Linked DNA regions of Mus musculus: region 2 is linked to region 1. Evidence: chromatin contacts called from public promoter capture Hi-C data. All regions are on one chromosome and are shown on one strand. Each heading gives the region's core, a stretch centred on a gene start, on an enhancer-like site or on the middle of the called end of the contact. The rest is flanking DNA. Distances are from core to core; before and after follow the strand shown.

Region 1 (3,034 bases), core at 224-2,723:
CTCTCCAGCCCCCACACACATCTTTTTAAAGAGAAAATAAAACGTATAATTCATAAAGGTTCAGTTATTAGAACCCACTATGTTGTCCACTATTAAAGAGGTTGAAATGCTACTAATGCTTGATGAAACTTCAATTTCTCCTTAAGGTTTCTTTTCTTCGTAAATACACGTTTTAAATTTTTCAAAACAATGTTTCTCACAAATACTCATTGCTAAATGACTTTTAAATTCCATATAACAAAATTGGAGTGAGGGGCACTAATCACAACTTCATTGGTCCGGTCCACTTTCACTTTAACTTAAAAAAGAAGAAAAGAAATGAAAAGAAAAGAAAAGAAAAGAAAAGAAAAGAAAAGAAAAGAAAAGAAAAGAAAAGAAAAGAAAAGAGGAGGGGAGGGGAGGAGAGAAAAGGAAAGGAAAGGAAAGGAAAGGAAAAAGGAAAGGAGAAAAAGAAAGCCAATAAACTACACGTCCCACCATGCATTGCAGCCTTACTCAGAGTAGGTCTCTACGGAAACAGAAAAAAAAATTCTGAGTCCCACCTGTTACTTCGTTTCTAAACACCTCCTGCACTTTCAGCTCTCACAGCAAACACAAAAGCCTCGTGACCTCACATTGGCTCCCGGAGCAAGATAAGCGGGGGCCCCGGTCTGGCAGCACCTCTGCCTCGACAGGAGAACGCCACCGAGCTCAAGCGCTCCCCTCTCCTTTCCGGGGCTGGAAGCACGCACAAACCGCCTCCTGTCTGCATCCAATCGGGGCTCTCCGAGGCGCACAAGGGAGAAGAACCGGTTACTGGGCAAGCACAACACACAGGGCCGAGACAAGGGGTAACAGTGTAGGGGCGACAGCGACATGACCCCGAAAGGCAACCTCACAACACCGAGGAGGTCCAGTCGTAGCCACCGCGAGAAGTCGCAGTCGCGCGACGGATTCCTCGCGCCGACGCCTCGGTCTCCTCACGGCTCTCCAACGCGCCCGTAACTGCCGCTCTCTGCGCGCGCTTTCCTGATCCTCAACCCGGTCGCGGGGCCAAGTGACCTCCCTTGCCTTGCGACGGGTGGCCGGCGAGAAAACGAACTCCTGCCAGCCTTTCTCTCTGCTCCCTCCTCCTTACCGTCTTGGCGGCCTCCGCCCAGGTCCTGCCCTTCTTCCTACGGCCCTTTTCCCTCATGTCGGTTCTGACTGACTGGGAGGCTTCCGTGCCCCGGCTCCGGCTGCGTTCCCTCGCCTGCTGCGCCCTGCACTGCTTTTCCCGCGGTGCCAGGAAAGGTGGGAGAAAGGGGAAGTCGGACCCGAGAAGCAACTCAGCGAGCAAGCGGCCGCGGAGGCGCGCAGTGGCGGGGGTAGGGGGCTCTACGGGGTGGCCGGTCCTGCTGCCGCTGCCACTGCTACCGCCGCTGCCATATTGGGTTCTTACTGTACAAGCAGCTTCTGTGGTCACGTGACCCCTGCCGCGCGGCCGTCACTACTGTACGCTGCAGGCCGCGCGAACGAGCGCGCACTTGCGCGCGCCCCCAGCCTCGGCGTCGGACCGGCAGGCTGCAGCAGTTAGCCACGCCCCTGCACTTCCGGTGTCTCCGCATCGAGCCCTTGCGCACGACGGAGGGCGGCCCATGGTCTGTGGGTCGGATGTCTGGCGGTCACACCCGCCGGGAAGATCTTCTGGCGGAAACAGAATCTGCTCCTTTCGGGAAAGGCTGATTGCGCGGTTACGTGCAGCGTGTGTTGAGGAGTGGCTCTGGAAACTTAAAGAGCCCGACGATCAAGTGATCTTGCCAACTACCGTTTTAATCAGCATGTTTTATTTTGTTGTGGTACAGGCTCAGGTAAGGCGGACCTTAAACTCCGAACTTCTGTCTCCCATTACTGGTAATTACAGGCATGCATCGTCTTGTCCTCAAGTTCATTTTTTACAAAGCTTATCTTTTTGAAGACGTACCGCGTGCAGTTCTTGTCTATTATTAATCTGATTAATAGATGAGACAGGTTAGATTGATTTACCAACTCTCTAGTATAGGATGTGAATATACCAAAAACTAAGTTGTTAGCTACCAAGCCTTGTCTCGCAAAGTAAATAGACCTTTTTTAGGCCAACAGAAACCACGTTTATGGCTCAGAGGATAAGTGCACTGACTATTCCGGAGGTTCTGAGTTTAATTCTCAGCAACCACATGGTGGCTCACAACCATGGGATCCGATGCCCTCTTCCGGTGTGTCAGCTACAGTGAAGACAGCTACAGTGTACTCATACATAAAATAAATATTTTTTAAAAAGGAGTTTAGAAATCGCATTGTGTTTTTACATGTGATTGGTATCATCAAAGAAGTATGTTTTATCTCCCTTGGCACAGAGCCTATATGTATCAGGAATCCGTTAAATATTTGTTGAATGGTTCAGCTATGTCTAGTCAAGAAACTATTCACTCTTCATAATGTCAGTAACACCCTCCTGAATATCCAGAACATTTTATCTCTGATTATCTGTTCTTGTAAACAACATAGAGGAGAATGCACAGCGGCTAGGGATGTGGCTCAATGCAAGCTCTCCGCCTCCCATGGGTACTGGGGATTGAGCCTGCAGGCTAGCATAAGCCTTCTACCACTCAGCTGTACTCCAGCCATTCTGTTGTTTTTACATAGGCAGCGTCCCCCTAAATTATCCAGACTGTTCTTGAATTCGTTCTGTAGCTTAGGCAAGTGTACACGGATTTCTATCTTCATGCACACCAGAAGAGGGCATCAGATCTCATTACAGATGGTTGTGAGTCACCATGTGGTTGCTGGGAATTGAACTCAGGACCTCTGGAAGAGCAGTCTGTGCTTTTAACCGCTGAGCCATCTTTCCAGCCCCCAGCTTCGGCAAGTTTTGACCTTGCAATCCAAATTATTCAGCCTCCATAGTACCGGGGATTGCAGGCCTTCACCATGAAGGCACATCTCTAGTGATAACCTGTTGTCTAGAATGTAGGCGCTCCCTAGATGGGTTTCAGCAGTTCATAGAACTCCTTACTATTGGCAATATTTTCTCTGT
Region 2 (3,226 bases), core at 510-3,009, 440 kb before region 1:
CCTGAGTTCAAGGCCAGCCTGGTCTACAGAGTGAGTTCCAGGACAGCCAGGGCTACACAGAGAAACCCTGTCTCGAAAAACAAACAAACAAACAAACAAACAAACAAACAAAAGTAATGGGCCAGGTGTGGTGGTGCAGAGGCAGAGGCAGGCAAATCAATCTCTTTGAGTGCTAGGTCAGTCAGGACAACACACTAAGAATCTACCAACAAAAATATATAAATCTTAATTAGTAATAATAATAAAAAAACCAGACATACAGGGCTGGAGAGATGGCTCAGTGGTTAAGAGCACTGGCTGTTCCTCCAGAGGTCCCCAGTTCAATTCCTAGCAAATACATGGCAGCTCACAACCATCTATAGTGGAATTTGATGCCCTCTTCTGTTTCTGATGTACTCTTGTTATGCACACACACATGCAAATACAGTGCTCATATACATACATAAGTCTTTTAAAATAATCAGACATATGTAATTTATTTTTGTGTGACAGAGTCACAGTTAGCCCAGGTTACCCTCAAACTTACTATGTAGCTAAGGATCACCTTAAACTCTGCCTCTGCCACCTGCATGCTGGGATTACTGGCATGTACCAACACACCCAGTTTATGTGGGGTGGGGAATTATATCAGGGCCACTAAGCCAAGTCCCCAGCCCCATAAAATTTGAATTGTGCAAACCAAAGCTAAGCTGGCACAATGGCTCAGCAGGTAAGGGTACTTGCTTCCAAGCTGAGGACCTGAGTCTGATAACCAGGACCCACATATTGGAAGGAGAGAACCAGTTGCAAGTTATCCTCTGATCGTCTCTATGAAAGTGTCTGTCTGTCTATTGGTCTCCCCCCAAGTTATTTTCTCCCTGAAAATCATTAGTAGCTTGATAACATCCTTTTCAGCCCCCACCCTCATCCCCAATAGGGTCCCAGCATGTGGCTCTGGCTCACCTGGAACTCAAGGAGATCCGTTTGCCTTTGCCTCCTGAGTGCTAGAGTTAAAGGTGTGGGGGCCATACTCCATCTTTTTTAGATGTTTCGTTCCATCTCAGGCTAAAGAAATGGCTCCTGGTTAATGGCTCTCAGAGAGGACCTAGGTTCAATTCCTAGCAACCCCATGGTGGCTTACAACTAGAACTCCAGTTCCAAGGGGTCCAGTGCTCTCTTCTGACATCCACCAGGCATGCACATGGTGATATATATACATGCTGGCAAAACATTCATATACATAATTAAAAAATAAACAAAATAAAACAAGGCTTCATGTAATCTAGGCTGGTTTCAATCAAACTGTGTATCTGAGGTTGGCCTTGACTCTTGATCCTCCTGCTCTGTGTGGCAAGGGCTGGGATGGCAGGCATGTGCCAAAGGGCTAGGTTTCCTTTTTAGACTTTTCACAATCACATGTAAGCTACGAGTTCATCCACACATTCACACACACGAGATTCAAGATCATGTTTTATTATGCTACCCAGAAGGTTCTAGAACTCGCTTCTCCCCTGACAAATGCAATGGCGTCTCTCCACATTCGTGCATATGGCTCTCCCTCCTACTCAGTGGATGCTCTATGACTCACACCCACTGTGGGTTCTGGGGCTGAGCTGCTGTAGAGTCCTATGACCTCCAGTTCCCTATAGCTAAGTCTATCTGTAGGGCAGTCCCAGGGGTCCAAGTATAGAGAGAAATGCCAAGCTCGCCTCAGAAAGGCTGCAGCATCAGCACATGGCCTGAGAGGTTTGAGCTGCTGGCCCCTCCCCTCACAGCCTCCATTTCATGTCTGGGATGGAAGTGTGAGCTCACTGCTCTCTGGAGAGGACCCCTGAGAAGTGGCAAACCCAGAGTCTGACTGCCACCTCCTGAGGGACCAGCAGTTGGACTGTTGATCCACCAGTCTATGCTTCGGGCTCTTCACCTGGGAAAGAGAACATGCTGAGGAGATGCATTGCTGTCTGCCCCAGCAGCTGGGGGTTCCGGAGGCTGCAGCACAAGGAGGAAGTGCCAGGTGGGAGAGAGAAAGCCTCCACAGGCAAGCCAGGCTGCTGGGCAGCTGCATCAGAAGAGAGGAGCAAACAGATGACCACCTACTTCCTTTATTCCCCAGCTCCCACACCATGTGTCTGACCCACCTCAGCATGGAAACTTCCTCTGTCAGTCTGTCACTCTGTCACTCTGCAAGGTTAAGGTGAGTCACGCATGAGAGAAGGCCATGCCTCGTTGCCCTGGTGGACACTTTCCAGGGACCAGTGGTACCAGATACTGCAAAGCCAACCTGTACTGCAGGGAGGTGGGCAGGTTGCACTTGGACAGAAGCAATCTCTCTTAGATGCTCTCTCTCTCTTCACTGTAGGCTTCCCCTGCAGAGCGGCCCGAGATCATCCTAGAGGCTTCCTTCTTACATGAGGATCATACAGCCTCCGTACCCAAGGACTCACTTCCTGTTGGTACCAACTCCGTAGCCTTGGGAGCCGGGAGTGCTATCTCTCTGCCTGGCCTCAGTCTTTCAAGCACACTGCGTAGGTGCTTCCCCACCAGCCCTGCCAGAAGGAACCCCTCTGCAGTAGCATCAGACACACCCAGAGGTGGGAGCCAGTACACAGGTGGATGAAGAGATGGGAATCTAGCACACAGCTGAGCTGTAAGCCTAGGATCAGCTCGATGGCTGAAAGGCCCACCCCTTCCCATTGGCCCACCCCATCCCTCACCCCTCCCCATTTTGGTGCTGGGAATCAAACCCAGAGCCTTTCTTCTGTGTATTATGTAACTGCTACAGTGAGCTAGATTCCAGCCCCACCACCATCAGGCCCTCTTCCTAATGGCCCCTATCCTCTCCTGCTTGACTTTGGTTCCTACTTTGTTTTGTTTTTTGAGATTGAGACTCACCTAATCCAAGCTAGCCTCGTGCAGCCCAGGATAGCCTCATGCAGCCAAGGCTACTCTTAAATTCCTGATCCTTACCTCCCCACCACTTGGCTTCTTGAGTGCTGGAATTACAAGTGTGCTCTACCACACTCGGTTTATACAATGCTGGGGTGGAACCCTGGGCTTCATTTGTGCTGGGCAAGCACTCTACACAGTGGACCACTCCATTTCCTTTGAGTCATCACTGACCTGAGGTTCAAGTGAACTCATGACTCCTACACCATAGCTGACCCCTTGCCCTCTAGACCCTGGACTAAGCATGGCCTCTCTCCCTAGGGCTCTTGGGACCTGGGCAACTGGGCAGAGTAAATCCACC

What was found. Capture Hi-C pulls out chosen DNA fragments and counts their contacts.
Region 2: a contact with region 1 is called in a promoter capture Hi-C map of pancreatic islet. The contact joins the promoter of Dnmt3aos here to the promoter of Asxl2 in region 1. A contact is called at or near these places in 1 of 39 promoter capture datasets (liver), 2 of 484 Hi-C or Micro-C datasets (CD4 T cells and embryonic stem cells), 2 of 115 datasets of contacts at active chromatin or transcription factors (embryonic stem cells and memory CD8 T cells) and 1 of 9 other capture datasets (pancreatic islet).

What each region holds. Positions count from the first base shown.
Region 1 is chr12:3,425,296-3,428,329 of GRCm38.p6, reverse strand. It overlaps Asxl2 (additional sex combs like 2, transcriptional regulator), which reads right to left and starts at 1,473. Exons shown (of 13, transcript NM_001270988.1): 1 at 1,118-1,473. The coding sequence starts at 1,174. It overlaps 1110002L01Rik (RIKEN cDNA 1110002L01 gene), which reads left to right and starts at 1,583. Exons shown (of 3, transcript NR_030694.1): 1 at 1,583-1,829.
Region 2 is chr12:3,860,777-3,864,002 of GRCm38.p6, reverse strand. Dnmt3aos (DNA methyltransferase 3A, opposite strand) reads left to right here and starts at 1,759. Exons shown (of 4, transcript NR_045884.1): 1 at 1,759-1,993; 2 at 2,093-2,173; 3 at 2,339-2,504. The region is part of intron 3 of Dnmt3a (DNA methyltransferase 3A); the gene reads right to left.